Regions from separate parts of the Sus scrofa genome. Here regions 2, 3, 4, 5 and 6 are each linked to region 1. The links are chromatin contacts, called in public Hi-C and HiChIP or PLAC-seq maps. All regions are on one chromosome and are shown on one strand. Each heading gives the region's core, a stretch centred on a gene start, on an enhancer-like site or on the middle of the called end of the contact. The rest is flanking DNA. Distances are from core to core; before and after follow the strand shown.

What was found. A called contact is a pair of places that touch in the nucleus more often than the background predicts. HiChIP or PLAC-seq counts read pairs in DNA pulled down with a chosen protein or histone mark.
Region 2: a contact with region 1 is called in an H3K27ac HiChIP or PLAC-seq map of alveolar macrophages. The contact joins two enhancer-like sites. A contact is called at or near these places in 3 of 47 Hi-C or Micro-C datasets (liver, omental adipose tissue and skeletal muscle) and 2 of 2 datasets of contacts at active chromatin or transcription factors (alveolar macrophages and skeletal muscle).
Region 3: a contact with region 1 is called in an H3K27ac HiChIP or PLAC-seq map of alveolar macrophages. The contact joins two enhancer-like sites. A contact is called at or near these places in 3 of 47 Hi-C or Micro-C datasets (embryonic fibroblasts, omental adipose tissue and subcutaneous adipose tissue) and 2 of 2 datasets of contacts at active chromatin or transcription factors (alveolar macrophages and skeletal muscle).
Region 4: a contact with region 1 is called in an H3K27ac HiChIP or PLAC-seq map of alveolar macrophages. The contact joins two enhancer-like sites. A contact is called at or near these places in 6 of 47 Hi-C or Micro-C datasets (embryonic fibroblasts, heart right ventricle, mesenteric adipose tissue and 2 more) and 2 of 2 datasets of contacts at active chromatin or transcription factors (alveolar macrophages and skeletal muscle).
Region 5: a contact with region 1 is called in a Hi-C map of embryonic fibroblasts, with 3 times the contacts expected there. The contact joins the promoter of RBMS1 here to the enhancer-like site in region 1. A contact is called at or near these places in 5 of 5 promoter capture datasets (fetal liver, fetal skeletal muscle, liver and 1 more), 15 of 47 Hi-C or Micro-C datasets (alveolar macrophages, embryonic fibroblasts, fetal heart ventricle and 8 more) and 2 of 2 datasets of contacts at active chromatin or transcription factors (alveolar macrophages and skeletal muscle).
Region 6: a Hi-C map of embryonic fibroblasts shows a contact between it and region 1, with 2.5 times the contacts expected there. The contact joins two enhancer-like sites. A contact is called at or near these places in 3 of 47 Hi-C or Micro-C datasets (alveolar macrophages, embryonic fibroblasts and fibroblasts) and 2 of 2 datasets of contacts at active chromatin or transcription factors (alveolar macrophages and skeletal muscle).

The regions. Positions count from the first base shown.
Region 1 is chr15:67,787,817-67,792,279 of Sscrofa11.1, forward strand. No RefSeq gene overlaps it. Among named protein-coding and RNA genes, the nearest start is that of TANK, 180 kb to the right of the region's middle. Within about 2 kb of position 1,790, at least 48 of the 83 cell types and tissues checked have an H3K27ac peak or open chromatin away from gene starts, as enhancers often do. A contact at or near this core is called in alveolar macrophages, embryonic fibroblasts, fetal skeletal muscle and 6 more, where this site is marked.
Region 2 is chr15:67,290,628-67,295,090 of Sscrofa11.1, forward strand. All of the region lies in intron 1 of RBMS1 (RNA-binding motif, single-stranded-interacting protein 1), which reads right to left. Among named protein-coding and RNA genes, the nearest start is that of RBMS1, 120 kb to the right of the region's middle. Within about 2 kb of position 2,639, at least 9 of the 83 cell types and tissues checked have an H3K27ac peak or open chromatin away from gene starts, as enhancers often do. A contact at or near this core is called in alveolar macrophages and skeletal muscle, where this site is marked.
Region 3 is chr15:67,313,370-67,317,832 of Sscrofa11.1, forward strand. The region is part of intron 1 of RBMS1 (RNA-binding motif, single-stranded-interacting protein 1); the gene reads right to left. Among named protein-coding and RNA genes, the nearest start is that of RBMS1, 94 kb to the right of the region's middle. Within about 2 kb of position 2,677, at least 6 of the 83 cell types and tissues checked have an H3K27ac peak or open chromatin away from gene starts, as enhancers often do. A contact at or near this core is called in alveolar macrophages and omental adipose tissue, where this site is marked.
Region 4 is chr15:67,334,857-67,339,319 of Sscrofa11.1, forward strand. The region is part of intron 1 of RBMS1 (RNA-binding motif, single-stranded-interacting protein 1); the gene reads right to left. Among named protein-coding and RNA genes, the nearest start is that of RBMS1, 72 kb to the right of the region's middle. Within about 2 kb of position 2,210, at least 11 of the 83 cell types and tissues checked have an H3K27ac peak or open chromatin away from gene starts, as enhancers often do. A contact at or near this core is called in alveolar macrophages and embryonic fibroblasts, where this site is marked.
Region 5 is chr15:67,407,212-67,411,674 of Sscrofa11.1, forward strand. It overlaps RBMS1 (RNA-binding motif, single-stranded-interacting protein 1), which reads right to left and starts at 2,216. Exons shown (of 14, transcript XM_003133427.6): 1 at 1,656-2,216. The coding sequence starts at 1,730. It overlaps LOC106506256 (a long non-coding RNA gene), which reads left to right and starts at 2,029. Exons shown (of 3, transcript XR_001301448.2): 1 at 2,029-2,141.
Region 6 is chr15:67,484,775-67,489,237 of Sscrofa11.1, forward strand. No RefSeq gene overlaps it. Among named protein-coding and RNA genes, the nearest start is that of RBMS1, 78 kb to the left of the region's middle. Within about 2 kb of position 2,052, at least 19 of the 83 cell types and tissues checked have an H3K27ac peak or open chromatin away from gene starts, as enhancers often do. A contact at or near this core is called in embryonic fibroblasts, where this site is marked.

The DNA of each region.
Region 1 (4,463 bases), core at 540-3,039:
TAAACTTCATTGTGTATCAGAATCACATAGAGGGTTTGTTAAAACTCAAATGCTCAGGCTTCACCCTCAGAGTTTCTGATGAAACTGTTTCTGGGATAGGACCTAGAATTTGCCTTTCTGACATGTTCTCAAGGGTTGCTGATGCTGCAGGTCCAAGGCTGACACTTTGAGAATGACTGTCCTAGGCAATGTTGTAAGACCTTCAGAAGCATAGAGAAGGGAAATAGGATGCCATACATCCAGATTTTAATGACAAACATGAAAGAGAAGGTCCTTATATTTGAACTGGGAGGGGGTTAAACAGAACCAGCTTGAGATGTCCTCTGGACATGGGCAATGGTACAAAACACTGAGGAAAAAAAAACGGTTTGAAAATTATGGTGTGTTTTATCCCGGGGTGTCTAAAACTACAGTTCCAACTGGGTATACTTGGTCTCCCTAGTTGTTTTTGTTTTGGCTTGGTTTGATTTTTTTCTTTTTTCAGCAGCACCCATGGCATACAGAAGTTCCCTGACCTATGATGGAATCCAAGTCCTTAACCACTAGGCCACCAGGGAACTCCTCCATAGTTTTATTAGCAAGTCTCTGCCCTAGAAATTTTCTGAATAGATCACACTGGGAAAAGACATCTTGAGTCATTTAGGTGTGCTGTTCCACCTTGGGGAACATGTTGATTCCCCAACCAAATGGCATACATGTTCACTGAAGGTCTGGCTTTTTTACAACTGTGTCACATTTAGCAGAAGGAAAATACTCCTGAGACCTAGTCTCCCCTTCTCTGACATCCTTAAATGGGTATCAAATATGTCTAATTCTAACTTGAGAGTTTGATGTCTATGCTATGTCATCATCTATAAATCAAAATACAAGGCAACAATTGATTGTACAGGTTCTAAGTTTAGGAGGCTTGACTTTGAATCTCAGCAATTTTATTTTCAAGTTGCATGACCTAGCACATTTACTAACCTCCCTGTCTCTCAGCTTCCACATGTTAAAAAAAAAAATTGAGTATAGTGTCTGCCTCACACCATTCTGGTAAAGATTAAATGAAAAGTTGCTAAAGCATTTGGCAAGGGTCTGACTTGTGGCACATAAATATTGCTGGCTCTTCTTTATAACAGCACTTAACATAATGCCTTTCACATAATTACATCTTTAATAAATGTTTTCTGGGGAGTAGAATTGTCACCAAATTTTGAAAGTCTCAAAAAGTAAGTAGGATATATCTACACACTCTCATCCTCTTCTCTTTCTGTGCCCATACCTTAACAATGACAGGAGCCAGAAATTTATACTGCCCGGGGCCTGAGCATGTGTCCCTCTAAACCCCTGTTCCAGATCCTGCTAACGAAATTTAAAGAATGTGACAGCAGGCCTCCGTTGTTGAGAAGAGGAAAACAGCAGTGGCAAGCTCCCAGAGATGTGGTCCCAGTAGGCATTCAAAACCTCTGGTATTCTTAGTTCCCACTTATCTGCTTATCTTGGGTTGAGCCTTTGTTGGGATTTAAAAAAAAAAAAAAAAATTTTTTTTTTAAAGCCAAGCGGCCTTGTGAAAACCAGCTTCTCAGTAAACTGTATAGGCACTTCCTGGTTACCCGTGATATGGGAATAACCTTTAAACTAGTTCCATTTCTGATCCTGGCTGGAAACAGGAAATGCATGGGGTACAGCTTTAAACAAAAACAAAAGGAGCAAAAGATAAACCAAATTATCCCAGGGTTCAGAAGAGGTTTATGCTAAGTGTTAGAAGGTTCAGATTTAGCGAATCCTCCCCCAGTTCGCCCATTCCAGAAATTCCTTTTGAGGGGTGGAGGCGGGGAGTGAAGGGTTGTGCTAAATTGCACAGCACTGCCATCTTCAGGGCCAATGGGGAAAATTTCTCAGGGTCATTCAGATAAATCATCCTCCCAAACGCTTCATTTAAATATAATCAGATGGTTAAAAATTTGACAACAGACAGACTGAAACAGATTTTTCTACTGTTTCCAATGTTTGAAAAGTCAGTAGACACAGTTTTTTGTGGTGTACGCACATTTAAAAAAATATTTGCTGATTGAAAAGCCATTTACAATAAATAGGAAAGTTTAAATAGCTCATACTGCATTGCCAAATGATGGGAGTAACACAGACATAAACATATTGTTCTAGAAAAAAAAATTCCTTAAAAAGAAAAGTATGAATCAAATGATTTCGAAGTGCTGTTGGAACAGATGGTGTGATTAACAACTAGCATGTAAGCCATCTCAGGAGCTTACAGAGAAGTAAACAAATGCAAGGGGAAAAATCATTTTATTCCCCCAAAGAGTGTTTAGTTCATTTCATTAGGAAAATTCAAAAGCCTGCAATTTGAAAGTTGGATAATCCTAAGGGATATTGGAAATAAGAAGTGAAGGGAGTCTTTTGGAACAAGACCACATCAAGACAAATGCTGATGCTCCACGCATGGCCAAGGATGGGGGAGAAGCTTAGGCTGTCGTTGTCATTCAAAATGCTGGAGGCAGGTGGTGCCATGCAGAGCACACTGGCCTTGAATTGAGAGGGCCAGGTTCTCATCCTGGCTTCTAGCACCACCTGCCTCTGACCTTGGGTCCATCCTTGATCTCTTCGGACCTCAGTTTCTTTGTTTGGAAAATAAGAGTGAGAACCAGATGAGCTATACAGCTGTGCTAGAAAACGTTAATGTGCACCTGGGGATCTCATTAAAATGCAGATTTTAACTCTTAGGCTCAGGGTAGGGTCTGAGTCTGAATTCCTTACCGGCTCCCAGGTAATGCTGACACTGCTGATCCACAGACCACATGTTTACTACCAGGGTTCCAAAATCCCTTACAGTGATGGTACTCACATCTTCTGATATACTAGGTTTGACTGAGAGCAAGGTGAAGAAGACCACGTGTCTACCTGCCAGATAGAATGACTCAGAAATGTGTATGGATACAAGAGCATAACGAACTTACCAAATGTTGAATTGATTTTAAAAGCAACTCAAGTATTTCTTTATATTACATAATAAAGAGCTCGAATTAACTCTTTGGGCAAGTGGTATGAGAGAATCTTGGGAATTCAATGCGGAGACCAAACATATGGGGATGAGATGAAGGGAAGCTGGGAGACTGAGAATCAACCAGCATCCACATGGAATATTCAAGACCAATCCTGAGACCTCACGTTTTAAAGCTTCTGCTCTATGAAAGACACTGTTGAGAGAATGAGAAAACGGGAGAAATATTCTCAAATCACATATCTGACAAAGACTTGTATCCAGAATATGTAAAGGATTATCAGAACTCAAAAGTAAGAAAACAACCCAATTTTTTAATGGGCAAAAGACTTGAACAGATATTTAGCCAGAGAGGAAATGTGGATGGCAAGTAAGCAAATGAAAAGTGTTCTACATTATTAGCCACTAGGGAAATTCAAATTAAATACATGATGAGACACCACCATAAACCTATTACAAGGACTAAAATAATATTGACAATACCAAGTGCTGACAAGTGGTATGAGGAAACTAGACCACACATATATTGCTGGTAGAAATATGAAAATAATACAAAAATTGGAAAAGAGTTTTGGCAGTTTCTTATGAAGTTAAACATCAATTTACCGTATGACCCAGCAACCCCATATTTACATATTTACCCTAGAGAAATAAAAATATATTCACACAATAACTGGTACAAACATGTTTATAGCAATTCTACTCATAACTATGAAAACTAAAAAAAACTCAAATGTCTTTCAATAAGTGAATAGATAAATAAACTGTGGTACATAGGAACAAACTATTGATACTCACAACAATTTGGATGAATCTCAAAGGCCTCATTTTCAGCATGAAAGAAGCCAATCTCAAAATTTTCATCCTGTATGATTGCATTTTTATCACACTCTCAAAAAACAAAATTAAAGTGACAGAAAACAGATCAGTGGTAGCGAGGGATTAGAGGGGGGAGGAGAGGTGAGTACAAAGGGATAGAGCAAGGGAGTTTTAGGGGAAATGCAACTCTTCCCCATTCTGATTGTGGTTACACAAATCTACGCATGTGTTAAAATCCATGGAAATACACAGGCAAGAGTCATTTCTACTGTATGGAAATTGATTTTTCAAGTAATGCTAAAAACATTAGTGTTTTTCTTTTTAAACTTTGAGCAAATGTGTTCAGCCATTATGGAAAATAGTATGGAGATTCCTTAAAAAATGAAAAATAAAACCACTATATGATCCAGCAATTCTACTCCTGGGTACAAATCAGGAGACAACAAAAACTGGAAAAGACACATGCACTCCAGCATTCATAGCAGCATTATCAGCAATAGCCAAGACATGGAAACAACCCAAGTTCCTATCAAGAGATGATTGGTGTAGGAAGATGTAATACATATGTATGTGTGTATACATTTACATATATATATATGTATATATATATATAATGGAATATTACTCAACCATAAAAAAGACA
Region 2 (4,463 bases), core at 1,389-3,888, 500 kb before region 1:
GAAGTCTCTTCTGTATAAAGACAAGACTAAAAAGTCTTTTACAAAAAAGGGCAAACAAAATTAACGGCGTGTGAACTAAAAATATATTAGTAATCACATATACTGTTGTAGATTTCTATTCAGCAGAGACAATAAAAAGCAAAGACCTGTCACTGTAAGTTCTATTGTCTTGTTTCCTTCCTATTTCTAATAGGCTAAAGAATAGTGCTCTGACCAATCTTATAGTGAAGCCGTCACTCCTGCACTTAGTAACTTTTCTAAGAAATATATTTTGAGGGGAAAGGAAACCTAGTATCTGACTTTTAATTACCCCCAAGTCTTCTTTAAGGCTGTCATCCTTATAGCTCAAGGTTATAATTCATAGTTCCTGTCCCCATCCTGCGCCCCCTCCCCCACAAGGACAGGGACAGACAGACACCACCACCAAAGAGCAGGGAGGTTTAACACATCAGCTATTTCCTTTACCCAGAAGCAAAATAATTACTACAGTTGTCCAAGAGCAGACAGATGTCATGGACATTATCAAGGAAATAATATAATATCAAGCATGGCGTGAACTCAAGTACATAATGGCCCTGTGTACTACCCTAATTCCATATACTGGTTCCTCTCTGAAAAGTTTCAAGATGTAAAAGAAATTTAATAATTTAAGGGAATTATGGGATGGTGGGGGGGAGCATCTAAATGGGCCCACTTCACTGCTGTCAGGACATTTCTGTTTGTTTCCTTTTCAACATCTGAGTGGCTCAAAGGGAGCTAAGAATAATGGCTGAGAAAGATAAAGCTCCTGGCACAGGGAGCTGGGAAAGTACAGCTGAGAAGTGGGAGGTGATTAGTGAGAGATGAGAAGTCATCCAGGAAGCAGATGTTGTTCCGGGTAGACCAGGAGGCGACAGGACAGCACCTACGTGAACCAAGAACAATAGTGCCCCTTCACACATGCAGGTTCTTACTCAGCCATCATGTGGGAAGGAGGACAAATGGGCAAATATCAGTTAAATCCCACGAAAGGCCAGGATATCAAAGCTTAAAATCACAGAGCTTGTTAGTTAATGAACTGATTTCATACCATCACTGTCTCTTGTTTGAATACAAACTTGGTAGCTTCTAAAACTATGATATTGAGCAGCAGATTATCTAATATGTTTTGCTGGATTATGTCTGTCAAAGCAGAGAGGTCCATGTTGTTAGCTTAGCTATTCAAATAAAATTTAAAAATGAAAATTCTTAAGATTTCATAATTCATATTCTCTAAGATACCTATTCAAGCTGACCCTTGTGTGTAAAGTTGAGATCTCTACATAGAAATCGCTTTACCTGAGTCCATTAATAAAGCATCATTTTCTTAGGCTTCAGATAAAAAAACAAACAAACAAATTTAGGACTTACACAGAAATTTTAAAATGTACCATTCTGGTGAATGATGTGGATAATGGAGGAAACTAATGCATGTGGGGGGGCAGGAGGATATGGGAAATTTCTGTATTTCCCATTCCCAGGCCAGGGATCGAACCCAAGCCACAGCAGTGACCTGAGCTGCGAGAGTGATGTCAGATTCTTAACCCACTGCACCACAGGGGAACTCTTCCCTCTCAGTTTTGTTGTAAACCTAAAACTACTCTTAAAAGAAAAAAAAAAATCTTTAAAAAACAAAAAGAACATGAAGATAATGGACTGAAAGCATTAAATATAAGTTATTCACCAGAAAACTGGAAGGCAAGAATGTGAGGGGCTTAAGACAATAAATGGGTTCAAAACTTCCTCACCAGAAAGCACATTTATTAGGAAGGAAAAGCTTTTAGCAGTGGGCTCCTGGCCTTAGCTGCGCTTAATTGCATCACATATCATGGTGTGGTAGGGCATGGTTTCTAAAAATAATAAGAGTTCAACGAAGGGAAGGAAGATCAGGGATGAAAGAGCCTGGGACAGAACTTCACAGAGGGGGCAGATGGCTGAGTGAGCTGAATATTAATGGCAAACCATTAAAAACAGAGGAAGGGCAGTCCTGAAAGGGGTGGGTGTGGGGAAGAGAAGAGCCAGCAAAGATACGGGGGGGGGGGGGGGGGGATCATTCTGCATGAAAACCGGGGAAAAGACCAATCTTGGTTGGCTCAAAGGGTATGCTAGGACAAGCTGATATTTGGGGAGGGGAAGGGTCAGGGGGATAACACTAGAAATGTAGTAGGGTCACCCAGAAATTGATACAGAATATGGATATGATGTGACACATGATGGTCTGAGTCATAGTGAGAAAGAAAAAAAATCAAGTGACAAATGAAGAAAACAGTGTGTGGGGGACATAAATCTTAGGAACTTTTTCCCCCTCCTCTCCATGAAAAGGCATATAGAAAAGAAAAATGACTGAATGGAAAAATCTGAATATCTGGATTCCAATCTCGCCATGGCCAGTAACGGGAGCAGCATCTCTGGGCAGCACAATTCCTTACCTGGGAAGTGAGTGAGTTAGATTGGGTGATTTCTAAACACCCTTCCATTTCCAAAGTCTAAGGCTGGGGAATGCTTCTTGCTGTCTCCAGCTAAGGCCGATCAAGACAGAATGCAGCCAGGTCCCTAGATACTACTATCTACCAACCAACAGCCAGAGAAATGGAGCAGGAGGTTGGAAGGGCAGACCCAAGAAGGAAGACTTCCCTGACGCCACTACGCACACAGCTGGCGGACAGGAAGGGTGTGCACTGTGCTCCTGACTGCCTACACCACTCAGGCCAAGCACAGATTCCCTGTTTAATCACAGATGCTTATGAGGAAGTACTATGAGTTCAGAAGCTATCCTAAAATTACAACTAAAGCTTATCGGAAGGAAATTAAACAAAACAAAACAAAACAAAACTTTTAAAGACAGTATTCAAGGTTCCAGAGTGGTCTTCAGATGAAAATTTTATAGCTGAAATCACCTTAATAACTTTGACCTATTGAGACTTTCTGTTGGTTAATAGCCTGGCATCCTTTTGTTTCAAGGTGTGGGGTGATCAGTATAGAAAGATGCATTTCACATTCTATAATTTCATACATATACACCATGCAATAGCTCCAAAACCACCTTTAAAGAAAGTTCATAACAACTAGTTATTGCAACATGGTCAACCAAAAATTCCCGTCCAACTTCAGGTATGAGAGTAATTACTCTCCTGGATTCTGAATGCAGGTGGAGTGTTTTTCTCCCCCTTCTGGGTCTCAAATGAGTAATTTCCAAATTCACACCCCATGTTGTTCCTCAACACAGAGCACAGAGAGCCCTGTGAAGGGAAAAGAACAAACTCTTCCTTTTTACTCAAAATAGATTGAAAAAAGGAAACTTCCTAAGAGAAATGCAGTGTTATCTTTATCATGACAGCTCAGAACACCTCCGCAAAGCCCTGAATTTCCTGTCTCACCCCAGTGGAGCTAGGACGCCAGTGCGGACAACTTCCTTCCAGCTGTTTCTAAAAGGCCATGTACAGTACAGTTGGTATCTTCTAGCATTTCTTGTAACTAAAGAATTATCGCTGAGATTGCAAAGTCCTCAGGATGGAAATTACCTATTTAAAAATACACTTTCTTCACACTAAACAATACTTCCTGAAAGTATTGTAAAGTGATTAACTAAACATAAAAGTTAGAAAAATTATATGAGCCAGCTTACCCCAAAAAACCCCAAATGAATTTATTCAAGTTAAATTTTTTTTTTCCAAGATGCAAAGGGACATGTGAATCAGCCTGCAGTATTATGGGTTTTGCAAATTAGCCCCTGGAGAAAAATGCATTATCTGTCCTTTCAGGAAACTGAATGAGTATTTGAAATCTTCCCATACAATAATAATGCAAAAAATTAGATCTTATCTGACAGGGTTGTGATTTGTTTCCAGCCAAAGTAAAACATCGGCAACAGGAAAAATTTCGGAATTAATACAACTCAAAAAATTTTATGATTACATTTACTTCTTTTCATGATCACTTCTCGGCCTTTTGGCTAAGATCCAGTGTATTTCTTTTCATGGTAAAATGCGGCAGTTTTCGTCTGATGCAATACGGATAATTACTGTAGGACAGCTCTTCATTATGCATCTCTGTGTATGTATCTCTCCATAACTGTCTGTGAGGAAACAGAATGGAGTAAGCAGAGGGCTGTCTCTGAGACAGAGGGTCTTTGGCTGCAAAGCACAGCAGCCTCCTTTTTTCTTTTTTGCCTGGGAGCCACATAGAATTTAACTTTTTGCCTGAGACTGAAACCCTGTATATATATTATAGGCACAGACATATAAAGCGGAAACAAAAATTTTGTGAAGCAGTTATTTTCCCTTATCGTATGCAATGTATTCTGAGAGTATCTTTTCTCATCTATTTCCTTAACTAAGAAATGCTGGAACCAACTACCCAAATTGATCTCAGAACCCACTAATACTGCCACTTGTGGGTAATAAAAACAGTGGCACTTCTCAAACGCTGATGTGCAGAGGAATATC
Region 3 (4,463 bases), core at 1,427-3,926, 470 kb before region 1:
CAATGTGCTACATATCTGCACGCAACTACACAGCATGATGCATCAACTAACAAAGAAAGACAGGAACAAGGTAACACCATTTTCTTTTTCTCTCTCTTTCCCCTCCCTCCCTTTTTCTCTTTCAGACACGCCCCCCCCACCTCTTCCTTCCTCCCTTTAGCACTCTCTCCTCTTTTCACTCCGCAGTTGGGCAGCCTCAACAGAGCACACCTAAAACTCCCCTGATATACTGAAAATCCCCCTGGGTTACACAGTAACAACAGCTTTTGAAGTGCAGACATTATCTGTACTGTTTCTTACAGAGACTTCCACTGTTCCATTATAAATTACAGCTGCCTGTAAGGAAGCCACACCTCTCGCCCCACTGCCCTTTCAAAAAGCTACACTGAAAAGGAAGTGTGTGATGGAGACAATCGTAAGTATTTATAATAAATAAAATAACCCCAAAGGATTATGACATGAGTAGTAGAACAGTCTCAGTTTTTCACGTTTAATACAGAAATTATATATGGTTGAATTTGTCGGCAAAACAGCTGTATTTAAATGCAGCTATAGGTCAAATGACAACAGAGAAAACAGCAGGAATGCCTCAATATTTAGAATAACTACTTTCCTGAAAAGTAACCTAACATATGAAATTCCATAGATATTTTCTCCTTATTACTGACTCATAGAAATTGGTGTCCTAAAAAATGTTTTTTAGAAAGTACAGAATTTCTGCTTAGTATATATAAAATAGGGAAAGACTAAGTTCATAAATATAAAAATTATTTGTGAGAAATAGGTGATTTCCAAAAACGTGACACAGGAATTTGCAATAAAAATAAGAACAGAAATGCATAAAAAATAGGAAAGGATCATATCCTAAAGCTCCAGCACAGAAACAAGGAGCACTTACATGCGATGCTGAAATTCTCAATAATATGAGAATAGGGATTTCACAGCAATTTTTAAATATTAAAAATAAATAAAAATACAATTTTCTACTTTTTTTTTCACTTTATATTTTTTCTTTATAACCAAAGGACTGTATGGTCATGTGGGGAGCAAGGGGTCCTGGAAGGCTGAAAAATTAATATAAAGAGAATAAGGAAAAATAAGTTAGTCATGATTCCACCCACCAAGAGACGAAAACACTTGTTAACATTTTGGCATATTTCCTTCCAGTCTTTTTTTTTTTTTTTAAATGCATTTTTGAGGCTGTCTTCGTAGGCACAATTAACAAATACAAATACAAGTTTCCCTAGTTTGCATTACATTTTTTTTTGTAAGTCCATATGTTTAAATGAATAATGTGGAGCCAAAATACATTTCTATTTATTAGAGCACTACTACGTTTAACACCAGGTTTTGTTGTGGCTGCTGCCATTTAATAAGTGTTAAATAACAACAGCTATATTGATTCATTATTTTACTACAGAATTTAGTTTGCTCCCTTTAATTTTTTTACCTTGTCCTAACTCCATGAAAAGCTTGCTTCTTTCCTCATGGTATGCCTATCCTATTTTTAAAATTTACCAAGCTTTTAGAATGTATTAAGTGAAGAATTCTCTACAGATGCGAGTTTAAAAACAAACACCCACCAAACACCTACAGATGTCCAAGAAGGGAAAAAAATGTTTATTTTTCTGAGAAAGGCAAAGACAGCATCTCCGAAAATCAAATGTACAAACAAGACAAAGGAAAGAATTCAGGAAATCATCATGCATATACTAATAATCAAATCTGTCCATTTTCAAACAAATTAAAAGGTAGGATTTTTTCATCAATAAGAGTGATAAATGCTCTTTTTTCCCTACTCCAATCATTATAGAGAGTTGAAAGGCTTTCTTTTCCTCAAAGAGAAAGCAAACTCTGCTAACAACAGTAAACACAGGAACAACCGTTTTAAAATATGATGTGATGCTCTTTTCTACTTCTTTTGGATTTTTAAATTTTTTTAATGTGGTTGAGAGCCTCATTTTCAAGCTCCAGATCCTTACCCTTTTGGAGGCTGCCCCCACCTTCTAAACAAAGTCCATTCTTAGAGGCTGTGTCAAGGTCTCCCAGGATCACACAGAGCCTCCCAGGACCACCCGCTGTTGCCTGCTCTGTAGGGACATTAATAATAATAACACCTTAGAAGGATTAACAACAACAACCCTGTGGAGTGGCCACTATTATCTTTATTTAACAGAAACCCGAGGCTTTGGGAGGTTAAGTGAAAGAGCAAGCAAGTGACAGAGTCAGGACTTAAGCCAGGGTTGTTCAATTAGGTTGAGTGGTGGTTAAAGAAGTTAAAATGTGAAATCTGCACTACCAGGGCTCAAGGAATATGCTAGGAGGCAAGATTTTAAGAGGAAAATATGGGAATAATATGGTTTACAATTATGATGTCTTGTATAACTTGTTTGAAAAAGTGAGTTGGGTTCCCCAGAGATACAGGTGCTGGATTTAGCAAATAAAAACACAGGGTACTACACGATATTTGGGACATACTTATACTAGAACAGTATTTGTTGTTTTTCTGAAATTCTCATTTAACTTGGTGTCCCGTGTGCTGTGTGACAACCCTAGGGCAAAGGCCTTTATGAAACAAACAAAAAAACACTAATAAATTACAGAGCTACACTTCCCAAAGCTGAAATCTGGGCTGTTCTGTGAACCACATGTCTTTGGGAGGCCAAGTAAAGGGAAGTGTGGTGGGACTACAGCTGCTCTTGACCGGGCTTCCTTCTTTTTTTCCTGGTAGCAGACATAGCCCTTGACTCCAGAGACCTAGCTTTCACCAACCTGGCCATTTAAATTCACCGCTTCAAAGTACCTGACCCTTTTCTACTTTATATGAATGCTGGGAAGATTAAATATAGCTGAGGTTGGGAGGGGATAGCATATATATGTGTGTGTGTGTGTATATATATATGTGTGTATGTATATATATACATACACACATATCTTAAAAAATTTATTTATGGGCAGAGTGCTTTGGAAATGTATTCTCAGAAATTTGGATAAGGCAGACTCCCCTCCCACCACCTAGAACGGGCTTGAAAAGTATTACCAATATATGGCGAGCCCAGCTGACTGCAGTCTCTGTAAGGAAGGAAAGAACAACGGGAAATGTGTTCAAAACATGAAATGAACTATGGAAAATGTAGGGAGATGCCAAAAGGGATGCGTTGCAGAGAAACTGGATGATCACTGCTGGTGAATTTCATACTTTCCAAGTGCCAGTGGATACCTATTTCAGTCCTACTGAATTACAAACACATTGACAGAACCTACTATAGAAACAGGGCAAGACCTTTGTATGTATACCCATGTAATGTTCTGCTCATTTCCCGATCTGTGGCTTGAAAAGGTTTACCTTCTTTAAGAAAAAAAAAAAAAAAAATCAACAAATTGGGCCTGGGCTCAGACAGTGTTCTTTGAAACATTTCTCGGAACAACTTTAATCCTCAAACTTTAACAAAACCCAATCTACTACACAAAAATTGCTGTGAAAAGAAACTGCTTGGAGGGGATTAATCAACAGCTTTGTATGTCATCCTCTAACAAGGCCAAACACTGAATCACTGTTGAATTCTTCACGTGCAGCTACACCCAGTTAATCTTCAAGAAAGCAGCAAACTATGTAAATGTATTTAAACTGAGGAGATAAGTACTTCACTCATCAAAAGTTAGCAACACTGAACAAACATAGCTATAGGGTGGTAAGATCATTTGTAAAGAAATGAAACACACACACACGAAAATTCCGGTACTCACACCCCTACCCTAAAGACCCCACTGAAAACCACCAGGCAAAAAAGGACTTGCTACACGCCTCAATTTGTAAACACCAAAGTATATGACTTATGTCAATTACTTCAAGAAAGCAATTCCCAAATGACGTAAGGAATTGGAGGGGAAAGCAGCTAATAAAAGAATTCAAAATAAGATGAAAATATATACTGTCTCTATTTAAAGGCTTTTCAGCACAAAGCACTTTTTCTTTTGAAACACACTAAAGTATTTTCAAAACTATAAAAGTCTTGATAAATTGGTTTTTATTTTGGTTGTGGGGGTGTTTTCATATAGTCAGACCGGGTTTGCTTCGGAAGCTCCTATATCGGAAAGTTACAGTCAAAAAATAACAGGACATACATGTTTCTCCACCGAGACTTGAACCAACACTCTTTGTCTAGATAGTGCCTCCTGGGTTATCACTCCAGTTAAAGCATCTCACTCTGACCTGAGCTGGGCAGGTGTGTTTCTAATATGCTCATAGGCCTGTGATGCAGGAAAATCCTGTTTATGCTAGATGATGCCACAGATCACTGCTCCTTGATTCATAACATGGGGTAGGAGGGGGCCAAGCGCCACCCATCTCTGCTTTAACTCCAACTGGCTGGCTCCTTTCCTTATACAATGTAGTTTTAAGAAGAAATTGTACAATCATTCTGCAGAACGGTCTTTTGGCATCAGTGGTGATTCCAAATATC
Region 4 (4,463 bases), core at 960-3,459, 450 kb before region 1:
TCTCTATGCTGGCTTGCTCTTCCTTTCTTCTTAGCTACTTGATTTTTTACTATAAAAGAAATACATTAATATACTTTCCTTTAGAAATAAGAGCAGCAGATGCAATGACTTTTTCTTCCTATAAGCCAACTTGCTCGAGTCTTCTCTATCCTTAAAGAAGGGAAGTACTTCTTTGCTTCTAAAGTTATTTTATTCCATCTCTCGTTCATTGTCAAGCTCTTGAAAGCACTCATCAATGGGTGTTTATACACCTTCTCTTTCCATTCTAGTTACAGACCACAGTGATTTGGCTTCTGTCCTTACCACTCACTGGCAGCTGCCTCTTGGCCCCCAGCCAACATGATTTAGTTCTGTAACTCACTTTCAGGGATGTCTACTACTCTTTTGGTTGTTCTCCTTTGCACTCATTTTCCCCTTGCTCTAGTTTCTTTTCTGTATATGAGTTCACCCATGATTAGCACTTAAGTAATCACTCAAGCAAAGGAGTCCACATCTAGAGCCATTCTTGGGATCTAGAACCGTGGTCCAAACTGCCTTGGGCCTCTGTTTCCCTGGTCAGCATTCCCTGTACTCTCTCTCTCTCTGATGTCACCAGTGAAATCTATATGCTCCCTATTATGGCCACTTGTGGTGTACTTTGTTCACATCCACTTGTGCATTTTGGTGCAATATGTAAGCTTGTGTAGAGCTAGGGGTCTAGTTCAATGCCTTGCACGCAGTCATAACTCTACAAACAAAAGTTATTTTAAATTTATTGGTGTGTGAGTGCAAGAAAGAAAGTACCATTTTCATACAATTAAGGAGAAAATTCTCCTCATACTCATGTAGCACTTTCATTATCTATTTTGTTTTGTTTTGTTTTCACACAGAAAGTCCTCAGACTCTGAAAAAGCACTTTTTCTCTAATGAGGGAAAATACTCTCAAATGCCTTTGGGAATGTTGATCATTTCCAAAGTGCAGGAGGAATAAAAGCCCCATTAACTGGCAACTTTGGATATTCATGCTCTAAAAGGAAAAGCACAGCAACTGCATCCTAAACTGCTCTTCAGGTTCTTCTTCAACTCAATTTTCAGATGAAAACTTTTAAACAAAAAACTTAATTACACATTTGGGTCTAATTATGCCTACCAGCTATTCATAAACTATTATATAAATGGCAAAATCTAGGAAAGATTTTACAAAATGAACTTCAGAACCTCGATTTATTAAAAAAAAAAAAAGCAAAAGCAAAAGCAAGCAAAGGAATAAAGAATTGAGAACTCTGTCCTGGTGTTTATTTTTATACCCTGAGCAACCAAAAGCTTTGGAAGGTAGAGGATTTAAAAACAAACAAAGGGGATGAAACAAACAAAAAGATCTGAAGGCCAGGAGTTCCTGTTGTGGCTCAGCAGAAATGAATCTGACTAGTATCCATGAGGGTGCAGGTTCGATCCCTGGCCTTGCTCAGTGGCTTAAAGATCCGGTGTTGCTGTGAGCTATGGTGTAGATAGCAGATGCGGCTCAGATCTGGCATTGCTGTGGCTGTGGTGTAGGCCAGCAGCTGAAGCTCTGATTCAACTCCTAGTCTGGGAACTTCCACACGCCTTAGGGTGTGGCCCTAAAAAGACAAAAAAAAAAAAAAAAAAAAAAAAAAAATCTGAAGGCCAAAAGAAAAGCAGTCTTCGGGACTACATTAAAGACCGATTATCAGTTCTTGGGTGGAATATGGTCAAGAAAATGACTGCTTCGTTTCTTGGCATCGGAAGTTAAATTATCTCCATTCATGATAGTACATACAGCTGCTTAAATGGGCAGAATGAAGTGGAAGATTTTAAAGGCACTTCTATCTTTTAGTGGAATAGTCTATAGCCTCAAGTTTAAACATACACTTCTTCAATGCCTGTGTAAACAAATAATTTCTTCCTACTACTACAGTGAATTCTTTTTGACCCAAAAAGAGATGATCAGGTCTCTTAAATTTCTCAAAATATCTTTTCTCTTTCAGTTGCCTTTTAGTTCTTTTATATCTTATTATCTCCTTAAAAGGTAAGATTAAAAAGGAAGACAACAGTAATTCCTTTAACAATATTCCTCATCTATTCATTCAACCAAAATCTACAGGGAGTCTTCTATCGTCAAACCATTGGGTGCTGTGCAGAGAGGGAGGCCATGAGGCAGCTGAGGGGCCATGACTAAGTTGAAGTTGGGAGGAAGCAGAAACAATGAGACAAAGGAGTCATCACTTGTAATAGTGACTCATGGGGCAAGGATTTTCAACATTAAGACTCGGGAGTGGAGGAATGAGCTGCCAGGAGATACCAAGAAGTAAAGTGGCAAGACTCAGAAACCATTTAAACAAAGAACAACTGGGAAGCAGAAATGATGGAAGCTCAAGATGGAAAATTCAAAATTACTGCTCTTTCATTTGTGCCTTGAACCGAAAACAATCACCCAGGTGGCCTCCACAAGGCCATGACCACTACAGTCCTGCAGATCTGGAAGCTTGGTAAGGAAACTTTAATGGGTTCTCTTGAGGTCTAGTCTCATAATGGAGATTCTGATTCCTTTATATAGTCTTAGAACAATCCCACCCCCACTAATTAACACAAACGGTAGTGTGTCTCTATTACTTGGAATCAAAAGCATATTGCTTAAATAAATACTAACACAGTTGTATAAGAAACTGCTTCTTGAACATAAGCACTTAACAACAGCAAGTCATTTCAAGAGGGAAATAATCTGATGTCGGGCAATACCACCTGCTTATTCAAATTACTAAATTATTTCCATTTCTTTCAAATAATTCATTATTAACAAAATTGCCCTAATTGTACCTACATGATCAGCCAGCACTATACTCATCTTTCTCATCATCCTAATTAAAGTGTTACAACTTTCTGTATATGAGACAAGCGAACTTCTCATATACATACTGAGCTGTCTCAAATTCTTGAAAAGGAACAAGATATAGGCTCCTCTCCCCACAAAAAACCACATAAAAATGAAACTATCCACCATTAAATTTAAAATAATGTCCTCAAAGCTTATTTCAATGTCTCTAAAATAAACTATTATTCATTATATAAGATGTTATTTGTTGCAAATTCTAAAAAGTGTATATATGATGTATCCACTAAGTAAGTTTTATTAGAGATTCTAGTTTGGTTTTCAAGTGTGTATGTTTTAAATCAAAGGAAGCATTTTTTTGGGCTATTAGAAGTCAACAGATTTTTTGATAAGATGGTCTTAAGGGTTGTGTTATATTTTAGGAGTGAGCACTTCCTGCCCAGATTTGTGCTGCTGCCCCATTCCTGGTGACTTTTAAACAATCTAGGGTCACAGTGGCCTCTCTTTAATTAGTATCTCACTGGAGGGAAGGGAGCATGTCAAGAAGACAAGAATGCATGGAGACATTATAAACAAAGGTCTTCAAAGACAACTTAAGAGATTTGTCAAGAAATCAAAAAAGCCTAGCTCCTTCTTTGCTACCAAAGTAAAGCAGGAAATGGTTTTGATTTTGACAAATTGAGAAGGCTGTAATTTTTATGTATGGTTATGTGTTAATTATGGCTTAATGCGTTAGATTTTTTTATTTCAATTTGATAGTTTTGACTGAAAACTATGCACTCATTGTTTAGACAACAAAAGAGTGATCCATAAAGAAAAGTGATTCAGTAAAAACTTTTCCATCTAAAGTATGATTCTATTAAGGTTTAACAATAGCCAAGTTATACTGATACAGTATTTTCTTTAAAATAAAGTACAATACCTAGGAGAGAAAAAGTCAGTAATACCTACCTAAGAAATATTTTTTAAATAGATATTAAATAGCTAAAATTGTACCTCATACATATGTGTGTAGATATACACACATATACATATGTATATGTAATCAACTTATGAGGCCAGGAACAAAAATTCTATTTCAGTTAGGTTCACTACAGTAAATGGATGAATGACCGAATATAAAAAGTTGGAAAAAAATTTGCCTGAAACTCAAGAATGACACAATAATTTTAAATTCCCGAGAAGGCCCCAATATATATATAAACACATGTAGGTATGTTTATATATGTATGAATGTGTCTAGGTAGATAAAGACATAGATTCCATATAAGTACAATTCCAGAAGGGAATTATATTTTCAGAATACCAAAGAGCACAATTCTGGAAAATTAAGATGGTTTTGCATATGAATAAGCAATGCTTTTAGATCAGTAAATCCTCAGTTCAAAGCACTGACACTGATTAACGGTTTCTGCTGTGTATTATTTACAAGAAATCACCTCAGCAGGGTGCCTATGTCCAGTTTCATAATCACATAGTACACCCACCCCACAGGATTATGTCCCCGGCAAGTTTGCGTGTTAAGTTGAATTTCATTCTCTTCAGGAAGTGACTTTTACTCAAGATTGAATACAGCTGTTAGTACAGACCACTGTTCCAAAAACACTTCTATGAGAACTGGATGAAAACACCATTT
Region 5 (4,463 bases), core at 966-3,465, 380 kb before region 1:
TTTCTTCTTCACCTGAGGGTACGCTATTTATTATTCATATAGTTAAACGTTGAATAGGCTGTCCTTTAGGTACCCAATGCTGCGCAATCTAAACAAGTGCATTAAACACATGTGATATCTAAAAAGCAATGCATTGATTACACTTAAAATTTCTTTGAACAACTTATATTTACAATGTAGCTCACCAAAATCGGGTACCTCCCTCCCGTCCATGAAAACAAATACCAAAGTGACCACACAGAAATGAATAATGCTCAACCATCTTGCTGCTTTTCCGAAAACCAAAGTAAAATGAAAATAGGAGGAGGGTGAAATAAGGCCCTTGAAGGCTAACAAATGTCTGGTCTCTATGCGGACAAGTGTCCTTTTTACATGGACAGATACAGAACTAGGGTGTAAGTACCTTAACATGGACCACACACACTTTAAGAAAGAAAAGCTTATCAAGGTTCAATCAGAGATTCTTTGTACCAGGCCAGAAATGCCCTGTGTCAGCAAGCAGAGCATGATTATAACCCCTCAAAGAAAGTTCAGATACTGTGCCCATACTTGATTCTTTCGTGATCTACAAGGGCACCAGGAGTCAAGGGAGATGCTAATTGCTGAAGAAGGCTGGTAGCCAACTTATGCCCTCCTAAACCGTGGAAGAAGCTTCCAAAGCAGTGAAACCCTCACTCTTTGTGGACCCATTTTTTTTTTTTCAAATGAATTCAGGAGGAATCAAATTCTTATTGTAAAAATAGCATAGGCCCACTAACAACGTACCCAGGGTCCCTAGAAAGCCAGTCGCAATCTGTATGCAACATGTCATCTGCTGTGTCACCCAAGAGTGTGACAAGGCCACTTTTGAGAAAGCACCACTGGAAATCGATCGGTGGTAAACATATAAGGTAGTATTTTTCTAAACTAAATACGAAGTCACTTCTTTCTCTGCACCGAAATATGCCCATTGTCCGTCCTTTGCAAAAGCTACAGGGAAGATTAAAGGGACATCAATGAACGCTGAGTGAACTTTGGCCACTTTTCTACCCAAAACACCAGCGTAAAAGTAGAAATCAGTAACCAGGTGAAGTGCCACACCGCACAAAGATCAACGCGAGGGGCGGGCGCGCAGGGCCGGAGGCGGGGAGGGAAAAGTCCCGTCCCCCCCACCCCCAACCCCTCCAGCCCCAGTCACCGCGCGCGCGGGAGGCTGAGGGGCGTCCCCGGGGGCGGGAGGCTCCGCGCCACTCGGAGGGAAACCGAGAGTTGCTGCTCGCCACGCGAGGCCCAGGAGAAGGTGGTCGAAGATCCGCGCCGCCGGCGGGGCCGGGCACGGGCCCCAGGCGTCAGCGACCCAGCAGCAGACGCTCGACGAGGGGCGCCGCTCGGCTCGCGACCCTCCCCGCCTCCCAGGCCAGGAAGGGGCCGGCGGCTCTTTCCTGTCTAGTCTCTCCCCCCGCGGCTCTCTGTAACCCGATCCCCGCACTCCGCTCCGCGGGCAGCCGCCGCCCGGCGCGCAGCCTGGCTTCGCCCAGGCCAGCGCTATAGTTAGCAACCTTCCAGCAACTCCGCCGGGGGCGGCGGGGACTAGCCGCGCGCCCCTTCCGGGCCCGAGCAGCGCGCGCCCCCGGCGTCCCCTCCTCCCGGGTCCCCTGTCTCCCGCTCCCCCTTACCTTCGCTTGAAGATACTGGGGGTAATAGTAGGTGGCGTACTGAGGGTACATCTGCTGTTTCCACACTTTGCCCATGAAGCTGGAAGGGAGCCTGCCGTGCAGGGTCGCGGGCACTTTGAGGTTTCCAAGTCTCGATCTCTCCTGCCTCTCCCTTTCCGGCGGCGGCGGCGGCGGCGGCTGCCGCTGCTCCACCTCCCAGCCCGGACCAGACGTCCTCCTCCTCCTCCTTCCTCTCCTCCTCCTCCTTCTTCTCCCAGGCACAGAGAAAGACACTGCAGAGCGCAGAGGGCACCCCGGACAGGGCGCTCCCAAGGAGTTGCCTCCCGGAGCCCAACTGCTCCGGGGCTGCCAAGGACTGGCGCTCTGGCAGCGCTCCGCTCCGGCAAGCAGGCTGAGCGGGGCCAGGAGGTGATCAATACCAGTGGAAAGTGCTGCTGCGGCGGCGGCGGCGGCGGCGGCTGCGCTCGGTGCCAGGCGGCATCTGGGGTGGGTGCGCCCGATTGGGAGAGGGGAGAGGGGCTGGCGGGCCGAGGCCGTGGGGGAAGGGCGGTGGGGGCGTGGCTTGGGCGCCGTGGAGCCGGGACCGGCTGGAGGTGAGGGCTGAGTTTTAACCACTCCTCACCTCCCAGGCTCGGGGTTGGACGGGCGGAAACCTTGGGAGTCCGGATCGCTTTGTGTTGAGGGTAAAGGGTGGGGTTGGATTTGGGGGGGACACAGCTTAAGAACTGCAGAGTGGACACCTCGTTTGCTTTCATGAGTTTTTATCTCGAGAGAGAGGGGAGGTAAGGGGGAACGAGAAGGAAATCTGATTAATCTCTTACTCTCCCCCCCAATGATTTTTTTTTTCCTTTTTTTTTCACAAGGGAAGGAAAATAATTTGGTGTCCAACCACAAAGCTGGAGTCAGAATGCCTGGGTTCTGTCCCTTCCATTCCCACCCCCCCTCAGGCCACAACACTAATTTTCTAGATGACCTTGGGAGGTTTAGTGTCCTTCGGTATGGTTTTCCCAGATGTGAGAGGTGAAATCATGCCCTCTGCACCAGAGGAGGCAAAGCGGTCGGGTGCGCGCGCAAGCGCACCACACACACACACACACACACACACACACACCCACACCACCCTCACAACAAATAGACGGATCCTTCTAAGGGGGAGATGCCGCAGAGAGGCAGAACGTTATTATCAGAGGACACAATATAGACATCAGCTTTTCTCTGCCTCTTTCTAACGCTGCCAGACAGTCTGTCAACTCCCACTCAGGAGCAAGGAAACTCCCTGAGTTTGGAATATTTTAAGGCCATTTTGAAAGTCACGCTGGCATATTGTTGCAGTGTGCTTCTGTGACATATTAAAATCAATCTCTTTCTGCCTCTCTCCATCTCCTAATTGTCACAGCTCCAGACAGCCCCAGACAGCAGTGGTTCAGTTCACTACATAACTGGATATAATTTAATGGAGTTAATTGGTCCCTTAAGCTGCCTGTAGAAGACTTTTATATTCCAGCGCAACAAGAGATAATACTAAAATGTACAAATAGGATAAGTAAGAAAGCACTTTCAAATTGGAGATCTTGCACATCTAATAAAATGTAATGAAAAATTAATTTGTTATTAAATAGACCTTGATCACTTCGTTTTGTCATTTTGATTTTCTGACAGTCTGTGTTCATAGTTGCACAAAGGTAAATCAAACTGAAATGGAATGCATGATTTCGTTAAACAGTGACATTTTTATTTGATTACATTTCAAAAGGCTTAATAAGGTACTTTAAAACAATGCAATAGTGAAATGAAACCTTTATCACCTTTATATGATTTAGACAAATTTCTGGGTTATACATTGTGAAAAAACAAATTTTTGGATATGCCGGGAGGCAAATCATGTTCTCTTAAAAATAATTAAGAGTTAACCTATGTCAAATCCTACAAAGAAACAAGTATTGCTTGAGCTTCTGCTGTGTGGTGGGCCCTGCTGAGGTCAATGTCAATCTGGATGTTGGTTCAGAAGGTTCATTGTCTAGCTAGGGGAGCTAAAAATAGTTCTTTACACTGTTTCTATGTGGGACCCTTTAATGTATTTGATAAGGGAACTGATATGAACTAACCTAAGAACCTAGGAGGTCTAGGAGTGATGGTTTAGAGAAGGGACTGAAGGAGGAGAAATTAGTTAAGAACAATTTCAGGAGTTCTAGGCACGAGTTGATAAAAGAAATTACCAAACTTAGACTGTTCTACTTATTTCTGGATGATGAAAATTCAGCCTGTGTTACAAAGCCCAGAAGCACACCCACAATTATGTAGACACTTGATTTATGACTGTGTTGGTATTGCAGAGCAGTGGAGAAAGAATGAGCTTTTCAATAAATGATTCTGGGTCAATTGGCTATCCGTATGGAAAAAATGAAACTGGACCCCTGTCTCACAAAAGGGGAAGAAAAAACGTCAAGTGAATTAAAGTCCTAGATGTAAAATTAAAAAAAAAAAAAAGATGATAAAGCTGTTAGGAGACAATATAGGAAATATCTTTATAGCCTTGAGGTAAGGACAGATTTCTTTAATAAGGTGACCAAGAGTGCAAGATTGATCAATTTGACTATGTTAAAATTCAGAACACTGATTGATAAAGGAAGTGAAAAAGCAAGCCACAAAATAGTTATTTGTAGTCCATATAAATACAAAAGACTGACATACAGAATATATAAAGAACTCCCTGAAGTCAATTTTTAAAAGAAAAACTTGTTAAAATATGAGTAAAAGAATTACTGTGTATATTTTTTAGAGGAGGAAACATAATTGTCCCAATAACAT
Region 6 (4,463 bases), core at 802-3,301, 300 kb before region 1:
GCAATGCAGGATCCAAGCTGTGTCTGAAACCTACACTACAGCTCGTGGCAATGCCGGGATCCTTAACCCACTGAGCAAGGCCAGGGATGAATCCGCATCCTCAAGGATACAAGTCGGGTTCGTTAACCACTGAGCCACAATGGGAACTCTGAAACCAAATGATCTTAAACTTAAAATATTAGTTCTCACAGATCTGAAGGATCTGGAGGCTCACAGAAGAAGCTCAAGAAGACACAGTATCTCACAGAAGACTTTAGGCAGGAGAGCCCCAGGAACAAAGACTGTGAACGCATATTTTGAGTCTTGTCTCTTCTTAGCCTCATTTTCAGCTGGGTCTCTCTATGTGGCAGAGAACATGGCCATCACTAGCTCAGAGCTGAATCATCCCGCTTTATTCAAAGTCTGTACCAACAGGGCTTCTTTCACCCAGCAGCTGAGTATTACTCTCAGGGAAAGATTATGATTGGCCTTGTTTGGGGGACTGATGGCACCCTTCTGCCCATATTTCAGGGGAAGTGGTGAAGCTCTGCCTCTGGAGGACAGGAGCTCCTCAAAGGAAAGGGAGCTGTGTTTGGAAGAAGATGGGGAATCACGCTGTGCGACAAAAACTCTGGCCGCCACTGCCCAATGTCATAGGGAGATCTTCAAACTTAACTTAGCTTCCAGTGAGGTGCCTAAATAATTCTCTCCCTAACATTCCATTTTCATTTGTGTGACATGATTTAAGCCTTGGCTTGCACTGAATGTAAACTGGAGAACACAATTCAGCAAGAAAATCTGTGCTGCCTAAGCCATACAGGGCTTTATGACTATGTGTAAATTAAAAATCACAGGTAGTGAGAATTTTCAGTACTGGTATAGGAAGATCTTCCCCAGGAAGGAGAAAACTGAAGGAGTTGGCATTAGGAGCCAAAGAAGGGCTATCTGGAACCCTGAGTAAACACTGAAAATACTCCTATTTAAGATGGTGCCTTGTGGTTGATACAGGGCACTGCTGCCTTGAAGGTGCACCTGAGCTCAGTGGATGATGTCAGAAGGCCACTCAAGTAGGAAATTGAGGATGTCTCACTTCATTCAGTGGGAAAGTGTACTTTCACTCGCTCAGGAATCAGCAAGAAGAACCAGTAAATTCCCTGCTGCCATACTGTTTTTTTTTTTTTCCTACGAGGAACAATCAGGGTCTGGAGGCAATTTAAGAAGGAGAATGAGGTGTGGGTAGGGAAGGGGAAGAGCTATTTATGAAATTATTTCACAAATCTGAATTTGTGGACAGAGTGCTGGGATTTTCTCACAGGACCACACCTTAAAAGCCTAGATCTAGGTAAAATCAAATGCAGTATTAGCAGACTGCTTACCCTAAGGGTAGGATGTTCTTTCTAAGAGCTTCTGAAAGCTTCTTTTCAAGGAAGCCCCTGTCATAAGAGAATGGGATGTTTATAGTTTTCTTCCCCCTCCTGTCCTTTCTTGTAGTAAATTCTGGCAGGTGGTAATTCACAACCATACTTTTCCATGCTTAGTTTTCTTTTATGCAGACAATGCAATGCTTGGATATGTCATGAACTTAGCAAAGAAAAAGAACCTGCCTTTTAAAAAATTCAGTACCCCAAATTTGGAACCCAGAAAATTGGAATCTATGAAGAATGCACATCTAAATCTTTAACACAGCACCTCTAGGGGGTTGGAGGGTGGGAGCAGGGTGGGGGATGTAATTCAAATACCAGCCTGGAGGAATCATTTCGATTACGAAGTGTAAGAAGAAATGTAAGAAGTTATTGTAATGAGGTCAGTTCTGGTCCTTATGTTATTAGCCGACCAGTGAGGACACAGTTGAGGTAGAACAGAAATTAATTAGAATATTATGGAGGCTTTACAATCTGAGGTATTCAGAAACTTAGCAAAACTAGGTCTGTGTTCTTAAAAAAAAAAAGATTATAGAGAGACCTTATTAAAGCACAGAAGGCTCAGCTATTTAAGATGGTGACATACATAGAGGCAGGAATGTGCAAAGAGAAGCTGAAAGGCAGCCAGGCCCTGAAGGAATTTCAGTGGAATTTCTTCACCGGAGGAGTAGTTAATAAATAGAGCAGATTTCTAAGGGCAGAAACTAGAGCAGCTACTACAAATAGAAGGGAGTGATAGGAAGTCAGAGAGGAAAATGTTGAAACAAAGAAAAACAAGCCTCTTAGCTAGCAATCCCAGCCACCTCCGAGCAAAAATGTCAGTTCCCAGACACTGAGAATATCATATCATTTAATAATCATAAAACACACCATGGAGTTGGCTTTGGGTGTTAGTTTTAGATTAATACTAGATATCATTAAGAACTGCATGTAATGCAATACTTTTTGAAAGTCTGAAAGACCATTTGCTTTGTCTTGCTGCCAACATTTCCAGTATTTTCCATTCATGGAAGGACGGAAACAAGGGCTAGAAAATCCTTTGTGCGCTGCCATGGTCCCTCCTCCTGCCTTTGATGGGGGGGCTCTTCCTTATGGTCTGATACACAAAACCTTTTCTGTGGCAGTTTTAGTACACTGAGTGCTTATGGATCTGAGGCTCTGAGTTTCATTTCTGTTCTCCTTGATCAGGTAGTTTGGCGTGACTATTAGGTCATTGTGCGCATGAGTTTTATCCTTTGACTAGTCAAACTACGACACAAAGGGAATGGATATAAGGATGTATATCTTCTGACCAGCATCTCTGTGACTTTATCAATATGCAGATTTCCTTCTGCCTCATATCTCATTTTTTTTTAAAAATCAAGATTCAATTTGACAAAAACTAACTTCAAATTTTGCCAGTTGATCTATGGGGAGGGAACTGTTACCTGTTATTCCTGTTACCAGTTCTCTTGGTGTCCATCTCATTATCCATGAAAGTAAAAGAAATGTTTACTGAAAACTTGGAGATTTTGTGACAGAAGAAGGCTGCCAGGGCACCAGCTAGATACCTTGTGAAGGGCAAAGCTGTTGGGCGTGTGGGATGATGGGAGTTACCACTCAGCAACATTTCCCAGACCATGGGTCTTACATTCACTGTGGGTATTTGTAGAAATGCAGATTCCTAGGCTTCACACTAGACCTATTAAAAAGAATTCCTGGGCTTGGAACCTGGGGATCTGGATTCTATTCAGCCACACAGGATATTCTGAGACACATGGGCCTGGAGGACTGGGACATGTGGTTGGAAGGGGCAGATGTGATGGGCTAAGGAAGCAATCTTATGGGCATTTGCTTTCATTTTAGTGCAGACCTTCTCTGAGGAGAGCAATGGCAGGGGTCATAGTGTATTCCCAGCAGCAGCAATTTGGGGGTTCCAGACAAGCAGGCAAAAGCCTGTGAGGAGTAAACTGGGGCCAAATGACAGGCAAGCAATCAGGGAGTGTGTTGGAAAGTATAAAAAAACAAATGATGATCAGAACACTGATATCCTGCGCGTATTGGAGACTGTGTGTTGCAAATCTGGCAGACGCAAGCATAAAGCAATTCACTGAAAGGCTAAGAAGGCACTTGCAGATTGAAGATAAGGTTGAAGAGTGAGATAACCCAGAGGAATTGAAGGTACAACCCTCATGTGGTTCCCTTGGCTAGGAGAGGGCCAGGCACCTTGACTTACAATCCCCCAGTCTGTATCATGGGAACGTGATTCCCATAAAGGAACTCATGGTGAAACTTACTGAGAGTAAGGATGCAAAATGGAGTGGATGTGGGTTAGTCAAAACAAATGTTGCACTCAACCCCAAAGCAAGAAAAGCAAGGAAAGCCAACTTCACTATATCACCAGCCAGCAGTCAGGGGCTCTTTAGTGAGAGGATGAGGTGGGAAAAAGGGCCAGAGGAGAATCAGGAACTTTTTGGACCAGGGATAGAAGGTGAGCTGGAGGGCACATACTTGGATATTAAGGAGAAATATGCCATGAGGGGATTCGGCTTAGGAAAGATCTAGAGGGCTGGCCCCTGCTCCTCTGCCATTGGACTCTCCCCAGTTGGCCATGGTCCCACTCCATGAGCTCTCAGAGGGAGGCCCTCTGCTCTGTAACCTTCACTTCAGCTTAGTTGTTCAACCTCTTTCTTGCCTCCTTCCCGCCAGAATCTTCTCCTCTGTGTTTTCATGGAAACTGTTACATTTCTGGGGGCTTCCACTCTCTTGCCTATTTCCCTTGACCCCCCAGTCAACCTCATTAGACTTAGGGGACCCCATGGCTTAGGACAGCTATGCCAGCACCATGGTTGGTTAAATAGGCCTTTGTGGATTGGCCTGGGAAACATACCACTATTTATAACAATTTTTTTTTTCCCTATGGGGAAATTCTTTGCGTTCCAAACACCCCATTGACTGGTGACCTTTTAGAACACAACGGTTCTGTCCAGGCTCTGCAGTAGGGTGAGATCACTAGGAGTTTTCAGAGCCAAACTGGGAAGAGGAAATCAAGGAGGGTGCAGGCAGGAGTCAGAAGTCAGGAGC